5 separate regions of the Mus musculus genome follow, and regions 1, 2, 4 and 5 are each linked to region 3. A link is a contact called in public Hi-C, HiChIP or PLAC-seq, Micro-C and promoter capture Hi-C data. All regions are on one chromosome and are shown on one strand. The core of a region is the stretch at or near the end of the contact, and the rest is flanking DNA. Distances in the headings are between cores, read along the strand shown.

The links. Promoter capture Hi-C pulls out the DNA fragments that hold promoters and counts their contacts. A called contact is a pair of places that touch in the nucleus more often than the background predicts. HiChIP or PLAC-seq counts read pairs in DNA pulled down with a chosen protein or histone mark.
Region 1: an HNF4G HiChIP or PLAC-seq map of pancreatic cancer cells shows a contact between it and region 3. The contact joins the enhancer-like site here to the promoter of Npepl1 in region 3. A contact is called at or near these places in 11 of 39 promoter capture datasets (3T3-L1-derived adipocytes, the C10 cell line, HPC-7-derived erythroid cells and 7 more), 12 of 484 Hi-C or Micro-C datasets (CD8 T cells, bone marrow-derived macrophages, cranial neural crest and 9 more), 13 of 115 datasets of contacts at active chromatin or transcription factors (craniofacial prominence, differentiating embryonic stem cells, embryonic basal ganglia and 10 more) and 2 of 9 other capture datasets (embryonic stem cells and embryonic tail).
Region 2: a contact with region 3 is called in a Hi-C map of uterus, with 2.9 times the contacts expected there. The contact joins the enhancer-like site here to the promoter of Npepl1 in region 3. A contact is called at or near these places in 11 of 39 promoter capture datasets (the 3T3-L1 cell line, cranial neural crest, embryonic stem cells and 7 more), 11 of 484 Hi-C or Micro-C datasets (B cells, the G1E-ER4 cell line, the N1E-115 cell line and 6 more) and 5 of 115 datasets of contacts at active chromatin or transcription factors (bone marrow-derived macrophages, craniofacial prominence, embryonic hindbrain and 2 more).
Region 4: a Micro-C map of granulosa cells shows a contact between it and region 3, with 1.8 times the contacts expected there. The contact joins the enhancer-like site here to the promoter of Npepl1 in region 3. A contact is called at or near these places in 6 of 39 promoter capture datasets (the 3T3-L1 cell line, hippocampal neurons, liver and 1 more), 6 of 484 Hi-C or Micro-C datasets (B cells, the G1E-ER4 cell line, bone marrow-derived macrophages and 2 more), 8 of 115 datasets of contacts at active chromatin or transcription factors (bone marrow-derived macrophages, craniofacial prominence, differentiating embryonic stem cells and 5 more) and 3 of 9 other capture datasets (embryonic stem cells, liver and pancreatic islet).
Region 5: a contact with region 3 is called in a promoter capture Hi-C map of the HPC-7 cell line, with 3 times the contacts expected there. The contact joins the enhancer-like site here to the promoter of Npepl1 in region 3. A contact is called at or near these places in 8 of 39 promoter capture datasets (the 3T3-L1 cell line, the HPC-7 cell line, cranial neural crest and 4 more), 6 of 115 datasets of contacts at active chromatin or transcription factors (craniofacial prominence, embryonic hindbrain, large pre-B cells and 3 more) and 1 of 9 other capture datasets (adipose tissue).

Annotation. Positions count from the first base shown.
Region 1 is chr2:173,607,059-173,609,758 of GRCm38.p6, forward strand. It overlaps the pseudogene Ppp4r1l-ps. Among named protein-coding and RNA genes, the nearest start is that of Ankrd60, 30 kb to the left of the region's middle. Within about 2 kb of position 1,418, at least 40 of the 459 cell types and tissues checked have an H3K27ac peak or open chromatin away from gene starts, as enhancers often do. A contact at or near this core is called in neural stem cells and pancreatic cancer cells, where this site is marked.
Region 2 is chr2:173,789,019-173,791,718 of GRCm38.p6, forward strand. It overlaps the pseudogene Gm14371. Among named protein-coding and RNA genes, the nearest start is that of Vapb, 53 kb to the left of the region's middle. Within about 2 kb of position 1,408, at least 109 of the 459 cell types and tissues checked have an H3K27ac peak or open chromatin away from gene starts, as enhancers often do. A contact at or near this core is called in the N1E-115 cell line, muscle stem cells, nephron progenitors and 2 more, where this site is marked.
Region 3 is chr2:174,109,043-174,111,742 of GRCm38.p6, forward strand. It overlaps Npepl1 (aminopeptidase-like 1), which reads left to right and starts at 1,309. Exons shown (of 12, transcript NM_213733.2): 1 at 1,309-1,530; 2 at 2,035-2,220; 3 at 2,572-2,700. The coding sequence starts at 1,381.
Region 4 is chr2:173,769,498-173,772,197 of GRCm38.p6, forward strand. Vapb (vesicle-associated membrane protein, associated protein B and C) reads left to right here. Exons shown (of 6, transcript NM_019806.5): 3 at 2,024-2,127. Among named protein-coding and RNA genes, the nearest start is that of Vapb, 33 kb to the left of the region's middle. Within about 2 kb of position 1,379, at least 80 of the 459 cell types and tissues checked have an H3K27ac peak or open chromatin away from gene starts, as enhancers often do. A contact at or near this core is called in bone marrow-derived macrophages, differentiating embryonic stem cells, embryonic stem cells and 2 more, where this site is marked.
Region 5 is chr2:173,684,840-173,687,539 of GRCm38.p6, forward strand. The region is part of intron 2 of Rab22a (RAB22A, member RAS oncogene family); the gene reads left to right. Among named protein-coding and RNA genes, the nearest start is that of Mir6340, 15 kb to the right of the region's middle. Within about 2 kb of position 1,347, at least 23 of the 459 cell types and tissues checked have an H3K27ac peak or open chromatin away from gene starts, as enhancers often do. A contact at or near this core is called in the HPC-7 cell line and memory CD8 T cells, where this site is marked.

The DNA of each region.
Region 1 (2,700 bases), core at 168-2,667, 500 kb before region 3:
TCTTGGTGTTCAGGACCCCCCTAACTTCCAGGCTCCAGGAAAAGAACTGAACCAAAGCACAGCTGGGGCAAAGAGCACAATACCTCCTTCTCCTGTGGGGTCCATGGAAAGGTAAGCAAGCCCTCCAGACACAAGAGAGCAGAGCTAAGCGGTGCATAGTAGGGCTTCAGAGTCACAAGCCAGAAAGCAGTTTCTTCTGCAAATGCCCTCGCTGTGGGATCGGACTGTCTACTCCACGGGAGGCTTGCTTTATATTCCAAATGGCTGAGGGCTGGGACAGACATTGCTGATAAGAATGGAGTATTTGGAGACAAAATAAAGTGAATCCTGCAGCAATGCTTTCGGCTCTGGTGCCCTCGGCACTGCCAGTCTTTAGGGATAAGGTGTTTGAGTGCCAGCTGTGACCTTGGAAACCCGTTGGACAGAGTTCTAAATGAAAACGGAGATCTACTTGGCAAAGTTCACTGCTCAACTGCCAAACACCCCGACTAAATGCTATTATCCAGGTTCATTTTGCAAAGTAAATTAAATTTCTTTTAGAGAAACTTGAAATTTATAAAAGAACCCTGGAGAATTTGAATTTTAATAATCAATTATTCCTCAGACTGATTCATCTTATAAACATATGGAATATGCAAAAAATTAAATTAGTTTAAAAATCTAGACCTTTAACGCATAGTTGAAAAAACACTTTTATATAAATGAAGAATAATTGCCAAATGTTCTGACACTGCAATATAATTTTTTAGCTACATGGCGTATAATGCTTTTGCACTTTGGGGAAGGAGATAATTCCTTCCTCTCACGTCATTCCTCTCTGAACAAGAGACCAGCTCTCTGCTCACCCTGTGCTCATCACCCAGGCCTAGGATTTTAAAACCATTTATGCAAAATTATTTCCTAAAAGGCTGGACCAATCCTGCAGCTCTGAGCCATAATTCGAGGAAGGGGTCAAGCACACAAGCCTCATCTGTACAGGGCAGTGAAGGGGCAGCTGCCAAAGGAAATGAGATGGCTCATGATGGTCCCTGAACACAGAGAACAAGCAAGGCCGGGCTGGGGCACTGGGTAAGTACAGCAGAAGCCAGCACGCTCACCACCTACCAAGGAAGAAGGAGGAAGGAGGAAGCCCTGGCTGCCTATACAGTCCCTTAATAGTGGTATGCAGCCTGCTACCACTGGATGCTACATGGAAAACCAAGCTGGCAGGGCCCCTGAGCACACACCTCTGCCCCTCCAAGTGTGCTGCCACCCCACCCATCAGGGACTGCTTACTGCTCACACCCCTCCTGGTCTAACATGTTTATATAACACATTAGATATAGCAAAGGGTTTTTTTTTACTAAGTACTGTGTAACACATTACCTCATACACCATCGTGGGCCCCACGCCTCTAGACTGAGCTTTACTGTAAGACTGGGCATCCCGCCCAGCAGCAGTGTCAACAGTGTAAGTGGCTGGTGACTGGCACTCACTTGGCTGAGACTCCTCCAGCCCTGGTACTCCAAGAATGAGCATGTCTAAAGACAGGATCAAGGTTACCCATGAAACTTTCCTGAATAAACTCTGACCATCTAACTCAGAGAATGGTGCATGCCTGAAGTTCAACTCCTGTGAGAATTCAAGTCCTGAATTAGCCACCAGCTGTGCAAGCCACTCCCAAGGAAGACTTACGCTCATGGCCTCCTTCCTGCATTCATCATCACGGCTGGGAGCAGACCGCTCCAGCAGAGCAGGACATACTTAGCCTTCAATGTCACACTGGGAAATGAGACCTTGCTCCAGAAGGGCCAGTAGCGCTTCCTGGCTGGGTTTTCTGACCTGGAGGGAAAATGGTGGAAGGTGAAACAGGAGATGGGGTAGATGCCTTCTCAGGATGGAGGCAGGCCTCCCACCGCACTCTCCATATTCCTCTGGGTCTGCCCTTTAACCACCCCCCCCTCTTGCCTGAGGGAGCCCCAGCCTCTTGGTGCAACCATTCCTCCCGTATGTACATTTTTGTGTATTTTTCATAATTGTCATGTGACTTGCAGAGGGTGACAATGGAGGGTTGTACCATGTCTGAGGTGCCCGCTGTCCTCAGCGCACCATCAGCACAGGCAGCGGGTGACAGGACATTTATTCTCTTGGGGCTTGGTGAATGGACACACGTCTGGCCCACTGGGCCAGGTGTCAGAGTGAGAGACAGCTTCTGCTGCTGTACAAGCCTGGGCCTCACCACAGCGGCGCGTACTGCAGACACGCGATGCTTCGCACCCAAGGCCACTATGGATCAGCATCAGGTGCAAAGGCACCAGTGGCAGCTAGAGACGAAAGCACCTAAAATTCCCATTTTTATAGAGAACAGTTCACTGTCAGGAGAGGAAGGCAAGAAAATTGTAACGGGTCCCAGAAGTGAACAGACCTTGTCACGGATGGTCACTCCATAGCAGGGCACAAGAGGGCAAGGCCCAAGGCTGTGGCCACAAAGGCTACTCGACACTAGGACTGCCTGGTCTGCCAACAGCCAAGCCAGAGGAGACAGGAAAGCCATCGGGAAGGGTAGCAAGCAGGGCCAGTCTGCAGGACTCTGACCTCTCCTGTCCCCTTGTATTCTGCACCCCCAGCCTGCCCCAGTGGCAGCCCCTGGAGGTCGCTGCTTCTCAACTATGTTCTCCCTGGGGCCATGTGGCAGATCCGGGAACACAGAAGACAGAACAC
Region 2 (2,700 bases), core at 158-2,657, 320 kb before region 3:
AAGGGGTTGAATGTTTGGTTCTTCTCTGGCTCTAGCTGGACACAACTCCTTAATTTACACACTTAGAAGCACTGCAAAGATGCCCTGTGCCCAGCCCTTCTGCTCTTCTGTTGTTGTAAGCTGGCCAGGCAGCCAGTTCTCTAAGCCCAGACCTGTGACACATGAGCTTGCTTCTGAGCCTTATCCTGACCACCTACGAATTCAGCTCTCCAAGGCCTACTGTCAGGGAGGAGCTACTACCTATCCATCCCAGCCTCAGTCTCACTCCCATCTTGCTGGCCACATTCTCTTCTCCCTTTCTACTTAGCCTAGAACTTCTGAAGGAAGTGGAGGGAGAGGAACAGAGCCCTGACCCTCTTCAGCTCAGAGTCTGAAAGCCGGACTCCCTCCTGAGGTGTCTTGCATTTCTTTTAACAAACAAGACCTCCTTTGCTTGTTACTTCTCCCCTTAGTCTAAGAGATTTAAAAGGTACCCCAGGACTAAGATATCAATTATTAAATGCCCCCTAGGAAGGGCAACACACTGGGAGGAGGCCCCCCTCAACAAGTCTGCACAGTGTTGTTGGTTTTCTAATTGGGGGCTGGATGGCCTAGAGCCCTCTGCCAGTCACCTGCTGTGGGGCAGGCCTTCAGGGCCAGGGCAGGAGGCTTGACCGACCTATGGCTCTTTCAAGGGGTTCAGGACCTCTCGGTCCCTTGGGGTGCCTGGGACAGTGTCAGGTCCCGTGGCCTCCTGATCTGAGACAGGAGTTACCCTCGATGCTCTAAAACCAACTACCCCAAGAGAGCCAAGTGTCCTCCAGGTCTTATGTCTGCGTTTGGCTCCGTCCATTCTTTCTGAAAAAGCAGTATGGAGAGTGCTTAAAGCCAGTGTGTGCCTTGTAGATACTTAATAGCCCATCCTGAGCCTCCAGACAGGATGCGGGCGGCATTTACCCATTCAGCCAGTGTTTGGTAAGCTCCCGCCTGCAGGGCCAGGTGACACTGCAAGCGGGAGGCCCAGCAGGGGCCCTGACAGGAGGTCTGCTGTTCTGGAGATCCAAGTGAATAAACAGGATGTTGTTGATAAATGTGTGATGGAGATGTAGGGGGCGACAACCCAGCTGAGCAGGGGCTGAAGGAGCCGGAAGGAGTGGGCTGAGCTCTGTGAGAAAACAGAGATGACCACAGAATGGCTGGCATGGAGGAGGGGGCTGCCTGGACTATAGGAGAGTCCTCCAGTGTGGACGGATGATTTCTGCCCTTTGTGGAAGTGGGTCTTCCATCTCTTCAGGTGACTAGCTCTGAGCAGACGGGAGGTGGACGGCTGCCACCCGAAGCCCACCTCTGTAAGTGGGAACAACCCCTGCCCCCAGCCCTCATCAGTGACTAATGGCCCTGCACCAGCCCCTGCCAGGGCCCTAATGCAATTCCACCTGCGTCAGAGGCTCCAGCCAGAGCCTGAGTCACCCTGGCTCCCAGGAGAGGACACACGGAGAGGCCGAGCGAGCGTCAGCAGCACACACACACACACACACACACACACACACACACACACACACACACACACACACACACACTGCTTCTTTGCTCGGTGGTACCGCTGGGAGATTAAACACATTCGCTTAGAGAAAAGCAAAGAAACAACGGCCTCTGCTAGGCAGAGTCTGGTAGCTAACGGGCCTCCGAGAGCTGTGTACAATCTAAACTTTTTATTAAAAAGAAAAAAAGCTCTTTTGCTCTCCTGGGACTTGCACTGTGAAATTATCAACCGCACGGGCTTTGCCTCCCTGTCAACGTGACTGCACACACAGTGGAGAACATTAATTTTGTTTTGTTTTTTCACAGCCGAGACTAGGCTCTTCCCTTCTGCCAAGGAGAATGCTTCTGGGTCTCTCTCTCTGCCAGGGTGGCAAGGCCTGGGGGTTTCGAGGCCCTGGCCTCTGCCCACCACTTCTCTCCTCACTAAAAGAGGCTTTCTTCTGTCAGCTCTCTCCATAGTGGGCATAGCGAACGAAGCCCAGCCCGGAAGCACCCTCTGATTTAGCGTATGTAACCAGGTAGCACAGGACCTGCTGAGCCATTCCAAATGACCTTCCCTGTTACAGCAAGAAGCCCCCACATTCCTCCTAGAACGCCCTGACCTCTGTCCCCAGCCGGGATCTAGCTGACCCAAGCCTCTGCTTACTGTGAAGCCCTGTGCCAAGCCCCTCTCTGTGCCCACATGTCTCCATATGGAAGCTACAGAGAAACTGCTTCAGTCTTTCCCACCAGGGAGGCCACAAGTGGCCTTTGGCTTTCACCAGTCCCTGTATCCTCAAGAGTCACCTATGTTCTCAGGCCCTTTCCACCCGGCCCCAGGCATTTCTGAGCCCACCGGGAAGATGCTGAGATGGGGTTACATTGTCTAGAAGATAGACATGAATGAATTAAAAGCCCTTCTAACACTGATCAACATGTGGCCATGGTGGGTGGAAGAGAGGGGGGGGGGTGATGTTTTGGGGGGAGGCACTAATGCTAGTCTTCTTGAGGAGATAGTATTCAGTCTGAGACTTGAATGAAAGTGCCGAGGGAGGACATGTGGCAGAGATCCCCAGCCAGCCCCCTTCTGCAATCAAGAAACAGAGAGGCAGACACATCTGGGGTGTAGGGAGCCTTGGCTGGACGCTGCTGCAGACAGCCAGAGCTTCGGTGCTCCGTATAGGAGGCACAATGGAGGGA
Region 3 (2,700 bases), core at 59-2,558:
GAATCGGGATAGAACACTTAGTACCCTTTACAAAATGTGTGAAAACATGCAGTTGCTGTAAAAACTCTTTTTCGAGAAAATAAGATCCAATTAGTGTTGACTTCTGCGTCAGGAAAGCCAGAGTTTCAAAGGAATCCCCTCTGCTCATTCAGCTACTGCCGTCTTCAGGGCTGGCCTGCTCTGGGCTGTTTGATGGAACCTCCAAAGCTGAAGAAATCCATACCATAGATGGCTTGTAGGTGGGGACATAAGGTGGGTGGTGCCTGCAGGGTCAGTGGAATGGAGAGCTATGTGATGAAACTGGCTTTGGTAGGGTTTTTTTTTTTTTTTTAATGTTTTATTTAATTCATTCTCTCTCTCTCTCTCTCTCTCTCTCTCTCTCTCTCTCTCTCTCTCTCTCTCTGTGTGTGTGTGTGTGTGTGTGTGTTTAAGTCGGTGTGAGTGGGTACCTCTTAGTCAACCTCTTAGTCAATGGACACATTTTGGATACTGGTTTGCACCTTCCAGATACGGGACTAGAACTCTGGTCCTCAGGCGCTGCAATAAGTGTCTTTTCTCGCTCAGCCATCTTGTTTTGCTAGTTTTAAAGGCTGATAACAGAGAAGAAATGTAGATTAAAAGTGACATATAAGACTGGAGGTCACAGCCGGGCGTGGTGGCGCACCCCTTTAATCCCACTTGGGAGGCAGAGGCAGGAGAATTTCTAAGTTTGAGGCCAGCCTGGTCTACAGAGTGAGTTCCAGGACAGCCAGGGCTACACAGAGAAACCCTGTCTTGAAAAAAAAAAAAGGAAGAAGACTGGAGGTCACTGAGCTCTAGCCCCAGGCCTGGAGTTGTCAAAACCTGGGCAGTGTAGGGTAGCAGCTGACTCCTTTCAAATGACTTCCTATAAGCTCCCAACACTGCTGTCTTTTCCTCTCCAACACAGGTGACAAAGTGCAGAGGCAGCTTGCGCCCACTGCTGAATGGTGACCTTTCTGGCGAGCGTTAGGCCGAGGAGGCGGCCTACGCGGAATAAAGGGGGGATCCGAGTGCCTAATTGTCAGGCCACTGCAGTAGCCACGGCTGTCCCTGGCAAGTGAGGCTTCCTCGAGTCCAGGAACCTACTGCCAGCCGGGCCAGGGCAGTAGCCAGAGCTGGAGCGCTTCCAGGGGCTCGCGCGCCACTTGCCCCCCAACGGAGGCCCGGAAGGCGCAGTACGGCCCGCGCCCCGCCTCCGCCGGCGCCCCCTCGCGCCCCGGGTGGGCCCTGCAGGGCGGCGCGGCCCGGAGGCGGCGGGGAAGGCGGGGCGCCGAGGCCGGGCGGGCCGGGGCGGCGCCGAGCCGGGCCGGAGCAGGGCGCAGGGTGCTGGGCGGCCCGGCCGGGGTCGTGGGGGGGAAGATGGCGAGCGTGGGGCTGCAGTTCCAGGCCAGCGCCGGGGACGCGGACCCCCAGAGCCGGCCCCTGCTGCTGTTGGGCCAGCTGCAACACCTGCACCGCGTGCCCTGGAGCCACGTCCGCGGGAAGCTGCAGCCCCGGGTCACCGAGGAGGTGAGCGGGCCGCGGCCGCCATGCGCCTGCCAAGCCCAGGCCCTGGGCCACGGGCCCCGCCTCGCCCGCGCGCCCCGCCGGGCCCAGGGCGCAGGCCCGCGACAGGCCTAGCCGTCTGTCCCCAAGGCCCTGGCTGCAGCGAGGCCCGGCCTGTGTCGCCGGCCTGCCCGGGCCGAGCCACCTGCTTCCGCGCCTCTGGGCCGGGCCCTGCAGAAGGCCCAGTGGCGGCTTTCCGCGTGGCCTCTGGCCTCGAGACCCGCTTCCATGGCCACTAGCCAGGGCCCAGGAGCCGGGCCTCCAAGTGTTTGAAGCAGAGGGTCCCCAGACAGGCCTTGCCAGCGCGAGGCGCAGTCCCACGAGGGTGGTAGGGTACCAGAGAGCCACACATGCCTGGTGGCAGCGGCTAGGGTGCCTTAGACAAGCAGGCGTGGCCCGCAGGGCGCATCTAGCCACACAGCACACGTGTTGAAGCCCGGTCCGTCTCATATCTCCTTTCTAATCCAGCTCTGGCAGGCAGCTCTGGCCACGCTCAACCCCAACCCCACAGACAGCTGTCCTCTCTACCTGAACTGCGCCACAGTGGCAGCTCTGCCTTCTAGGGTGAGCCGGCATAACAGCCCGTCCGCAGCCCACTTCATCACCAGGCTCGTGAGAACCTGCCTGCCTCCTGGAACCCACCGGTGTATCCTGGTGAGTGCTGGGCCGGTGAGTGTACCCCAGCCCGTGGCCCACCTCAAGCACAGCAGGCTGGCCCGTGTGATCTCCCATTCTAACCCTTCAACCACCGAGTGATTTACACCGGATCGGTTTGCGTGACAAATCAGAGATGCCAGCCTAGATTTATTGAGGCCTGGGCTTATGTCTGTGCCCTGCTCATCTGTCTGGGAAAGAGTGGACAACATCTGGTGGCAGACATTTTTCTCACGCAGCCTCAGGTTACTGGGGGGGCACAGCCGTCTGGGTTTGTAGAGCTGCTATTGGGAGAGTCCTGGTGGTGTCCCTTTGTGGCTTCAGCCCCACCTTGCTTCTCTCTCACTACAGATGGTCTGCGAACAGACTGAGGTTTTTGCCTCTGCCTGTGCCTTGGCACGGGCCTTCCCACTCTTCACACACCGCTCAGGGGCATCCCGGCGCGCAGAGAAGAGGACAGTCATGGTGGAGTTCTTCCTG
Region 4 (2,700 bases), core at 129-2,628, 340 kb before region 3:
AGCTGGCCTCAAATTGAGAGCCACCTGCCTCCGCCTCTGCCTCCAGAGTGCGGGATTAAAGGTGTGGGCTACCAACTACAGGCAAATCGGACCCATAGTGTGGGAATGAATGTAAGCCTGGACTCAGCCAGGCAGGAACCCCTCCTAGCCTTTTATCTCCTCCTATCTAGGAAGGAGAAACTTCTCATGGGACAGACTGCAGAAGGCAGGCCTGATATCCTTTGATACACAGTAGCAGGAGCTGTGGGGCAGACCTTTGGGTTTGTGTGTGTGTGTGTGTGTGTGTGTGTGTGTGCGTGCGTGCGTGTGCCTGTGTGTGTGTGTGTGTGTGTGTGCGTGTGTGCGTGCCTGTGTGTGTGTGCGTGCGTGCGTGTGCCTGTGTGTGTGTGTGTGTGCGTGTGTGCGTGCCTGTGTGTGTGTGCGTGTGTGCGTGCCTGTGTGTGTGTGTGTGTGTGTGTGTGCGCGCGTGCCTGTGTGTGTGTGTGTGTGTGTGTGTGCGTGCCTGTGTGTGTGTGCATGCGTGCCTGTGTGTGTGTGTGTGTGTGTGTGTGCGCGCGCGTGCCTGTGTGTGTGTGTGTGTGTGTGCGTGCCTCTGTGTGTGTGTGCGTGCCTATGTGTGTGTGTGCGTGTGTGTGTGTGTGTGTGTGTGCGCACGCGTACGTGTGTGCGTGCCTGTGTGTGTGTGTGTGCGCGCGCGTGCGCGTGTGTGCGTGCCTGTGTGTGTGTGTGTGTGTGTGTGCGCGCGTGCCTGTGTGTGTGTGTGTGTGTGTGCGTGTGTGCGTGCCTGTGTGTGTGCGTGCGTGTGTGCGTGCCTGTGTGTGTGTGTGTGCGTGTGTGCGTGCCTGTGTGTGTGTGTGTGCGTGTGTGCGTGCCTGTGTGTGTGTGTGCGTGTGTGCGTGCCTGTGTGTGTGCGTGCGTGTGTGCGTGCCTGTGTGTGTGTGTGTGCGTGTGTGCGTGCCTGTGTGTGCGTGTGTGCGTGCCTGTGTGTGTGTGTGCGTGTGTGCGTGCCTGTGTGTGTGCGCGCGTGTGCATGCATTTGTGGACTAAGGAAACTGGGTTCTATTTCAGGTTTTTCTGTTTTTTATTTTGCTGTTGTTGTTGTTTTAATCAGAAAAATAGACAGCAGAATAATGCCCTCCTCCCACAGCAGCGCCTGCTTCTTCGGATGGAGTGGGGTAATGGCAGTCTGAAGAGCAGGAGCCTAGGTTCTGGTTGGAGATGCAAGGCCCACACTGACTCTGAGGTGCCCCCTGATTGTGAACTTAGGTTTCAGGGAAGGCCACTAGGGGCAAAGCTTATTAAAGCTGTGCAGCAGAGAGAGTATAGCAGCCCTCCTATAACTGGGCCTGGCTGAGTCATGGGGAAACAGGTCCGAGGAAGTGAATCAGAATACAAGACTCCCTCAGTACAGCGGGGTGCCTTGGGTGAGCTCCCTCTGGGTTCTGGGTGGGGGTAGGGCAGGAGTTGGAATTGCTTTTCCTGCTGTGGCAAATCCAGCTTTTATGCCGTCTCCAGAATTCTATTGGCAAAATCATATTTCAAGCCTTACCTTGATGAGCTGCGTGGGAAATGGGGTGGAGAGAAGTGAAAACCATCCTGAAATGATTTGAGTTATTCTGTTTTCTTTCTCGAAAAGATCATTTGGCAATGTTTCCTTGAGAAAAATAGGACTTTGGTGTTTCTCCCATTTTATGTCTTCAGCGAGAGCTGTGAGATAGGTGAGGGTGGCTCTGTGTGAGCGCACAATCTTTGTATCAGAAATCAGGCACCCAAGTTCCAGACCCACCTACAGCTCAGCTGGCACCTGCTGTGAGGCTGGGACAGGCCCCAGTTTTTCTGGCCTTAACTGCTGACCTGAAAGATGGGGGTTGGGGAAGTTGTACATCTCTGCTGGCCACGGCCTTCCTCAGGGTCCAGATGGGAGAGCTGGGGAGCTGTTTTCCTCCACAGTGTAAGACCTAGCGTGACAAACGACTCCGATAACCACATTGTGACCCTCCTAATGAAATATTTTCTTTCTCAGTGATGTTACAGCCTTTCGATTATGATCCCAATGAGAAAAGTAAACACAAGTTTATGGTTCAGTCTATGTTTGCTCCGCCTGACACTTCTGATATGGAGGCAGTAGTAAGTACGAACACTTCTTCTTCTCTCCAGCCCGCTAGGGCAGCCATGGCGGGTGCTGTTAGGGAGGTGTACACTCAGGCCCCTGTACCACTTTCCCAACTTTGATGAATAGCTTTAACATTTTACATGGCTGTTCTTTTCTGACTCGATGAACTGAACTTGCTTCAATTCTCTGCTCTTGTGGACCTTCTCCTCCCTCTCCTGCACCACAGCGGCGTGCTCTATCCTGAGTGGATGCTTCTGGCCTGTCTCCAGCCCTCATGCCCGGAAGGGTTTGCCTAACATTAAATGCCCCTCCCCTCCCCCCCAGTGATACTGCCCGCTGTTGCTTTCCTCTGCGGAGCGGAAGTAGCTCTGGTCAGCTTTGTTCTTCCCTCTTTACTGAGGACGGAGCTTGGGTCTTGTTCACACTAAGCATCTGCTCTGTCTCTGAACAGGCCCTGCTTCTTTGTTCTTTAATTGCCTTCATTTTTATCCCTCCTTCCTCATGTAAGTACATGTTTAACAGTGTCCCTAATTTTGGTAAAATTAAGATGCCTTCGTTTTTTATAAATAAGCAGGATTTTATGGTAT
Region 5 (2,700 bases), core at 97-2,596, 420 kb before region 3:
TCTGCCTCCCAAGTGCTGGGATTAAAGGCGTGTGCCACCACGCCCGCCCGGCGAGAAAAGAAGGTTTTAAAACACTTTATTGCAAGTATTTTCATTGGGAACAGGTGCTCTGACCAAAGATGATGACTACTTGATGTGTGTGGAAGTCATATTTTTAGAATGTCATGAAAAAATGGAGAAGCATATGAAAGGTGTTGTAGCTTTAAGAAATAATGTTGTAGGGCCTTTAGATTACAGAGGTAATAAGATCTTCCGAGGAGACTGAAAAGAGACAGTTTAGTAGTGAAAAATAAGCTTCTCAAACGAGTAAATGGCAGGCTGGGAAATAGAAATGTATCCTTTGAATGGCAGGGAGCCAGCGCCTGTTCTTCAAAATGCAAGACACTGCAGTTATCCTACCCTCTGCATCATTTAACTTCAGCATTAGAAGAGTGGCCCTAGAGTGGAGTCAGTGATGTCTGGAAATTGGAGTAAAGTCACCCAAAGATTAGCGCTTGATTTAAGGATTTATTGCAGGGCCTGAGGTTTGAGTGTACACCAAATATGAAACGAAGACCCAGACAACTCTTATCACAAAATTTGATGCAAGTTAATAAAAGACAGGTCACAGGGTGTGAAAGGCAGGCTTTGAGCCTGTGACTGACAGCCTGAAAGTTAGGACCAGTGTGGTAAAGTATCCCCATTGTCAGTTAGATAAGTTATGGCGAGTCTTATCCTCAACACACTGCACTGTGTCTTTGGCAAGAAATTGTTGTTTGAGTCCAGTAGGCAGGCTCCGTCCTGGTAACTAACCCAGAACCCAGCAGGGGCCATCGAGAAGCAGCAGGCCGCATCAATCCCAAGTCTGATACTAGTCTAGATGTTACTACTATAGAGAGACACCCAATCTATATGTCACAGTGATCTATATATCTATATACAAATCTATATATAAAAACTTTCAAATATAAATATATAAATAATCTCTCTATATAAAGTGATTTGAGATAAGTCAGGATTTCACTCTCTTACAATCAGCAGGGATGCTTGGTACTATAAAGAGACATCTTAAGGGCTCAGAGGAGGAGAGGTGAGAGAGTGGCAGCCTGGGACTTGGAGGGCCAACACATGAATGAGCACCAAATCACCCAATTAAGGTCCTATGACATCTGCAGTGAAGTGCAAAGGCCCTCAATGGGAGGAGCACAGTGAGTGTCTGCAGCTATCCCAGATTTTGCTTGAAGCCTGTGGCTAGCACAAGGGTTGAGGCTGCTAACTAAGCAGAGGCAAGTAGAACCCTCAGCAGGCAGCGCTGCCCTCCTGCACCACTTCCTTCCACATTGTGGCCAAGCTAGAGCAGAGCCTTCCCTGACCTGCGCTCTTTCCCTAGTGCTTGAGTGGCACTTTGTTCTGTATGCTGGGGCGATGGCAGTTCCAGGTACCCTGTGGGCAGCCACAGTAAATGTTGACTAAGTTCCAGGACAGCAAAAAGACAGCTGCAGACAGTGCCCTGCTACAGAGGAAGAACCTGGGAAGAGGTGCAGTGGGGGCTGTGTGGGACGCTGGGGCTCATTCTTCTTGAATGTTGAAGACCTCAGTGCTGACTCAAGGAGGTCTGTTTGCGTTAAAGGAACTGGTGGAAGGCAGGGAGGACTTGCAGGAGTGCAGAGGGTGAGGAAGCAGCTCTTGATCCCTGCATCTTCCTTAGCTTTCAGTCTAGCAGGAATGCGGCCTGGCCTGGCCTGGCCGTCCAGCAGTCACCATACGTGTCTCCCACATGCTGGCTCTTGGTTCCTGCTGTCACATAACACCACAGTGTCGCTGCTTAGAGCTGGGTGGCAAGCTTCTGGGACTTGTTGCAACTGAACGATTTCTGAATATTAGCACCATGTAGACAGACGTGCCTTCTCTCCTCACCCTCTCCAAAGCCATGTGGTCTTTCTAAAGTCAGGAGCCCTGTTGCTGTTTAGTTGTGGATTTATTCAGAGTAACTCACCAAAAGTTCCTAATACTTGAGCTTTATGGAGAACCTCTACCACAAAACTTTGACTGGGCTCCATGGGGCAGACAGCGCCTACCCGTAGTGTATAGCCAGGATTTGCTTCTCCACTTACTCGCCACCCTTAGCTGGGGTTTGGGAGGCTGCCTGCTGGGTCATGAATTCTGATACTCGAGGAGCTCAGTAGTCTTCCAGCGGTCCTTCTAATGTGCTCTCCTGGAGATTGCCTGTAATTAAGGCTCAGGATTAATGCGGGAGAACAGCTAGCCATTGAATTATTGTCTAGGTCACATGATTAGGGTATAGTTCAAGAGTACAACTCAAGCTTGGCGTGCTGACTCAGAGGCTGAAGCAGGATCATGAATTCAAGACTAGCCTGGGCTACAAAGGGAAACCCATCTTTAAGAAACACACACACACACACACACACCTTGGCTGTTTACCCTAGAAGGCCATTTATTTCTAGGTTCTTTGAACCAGAGTCTGAAAACAAAGAACTCCACAGAGGATAGCTCCAGGCCTCCATCTCAAGATTGAGAGTGTCAGGCTTGTTCTGTGGCCTTGGGGTTCCTTAAGTAGTTTTACTCAAGGTCCTGAAAAATGTATAGGGCCCGCCCCTAATAACAGACAGCAAGTGTGACTGTGACTGTGAGCGTGGCTGGGAAGTGTCCTGTGGCTGCCTCAGAGGAGAAGCCTGTGTGAGCACAGCACGGTGGTCAGCA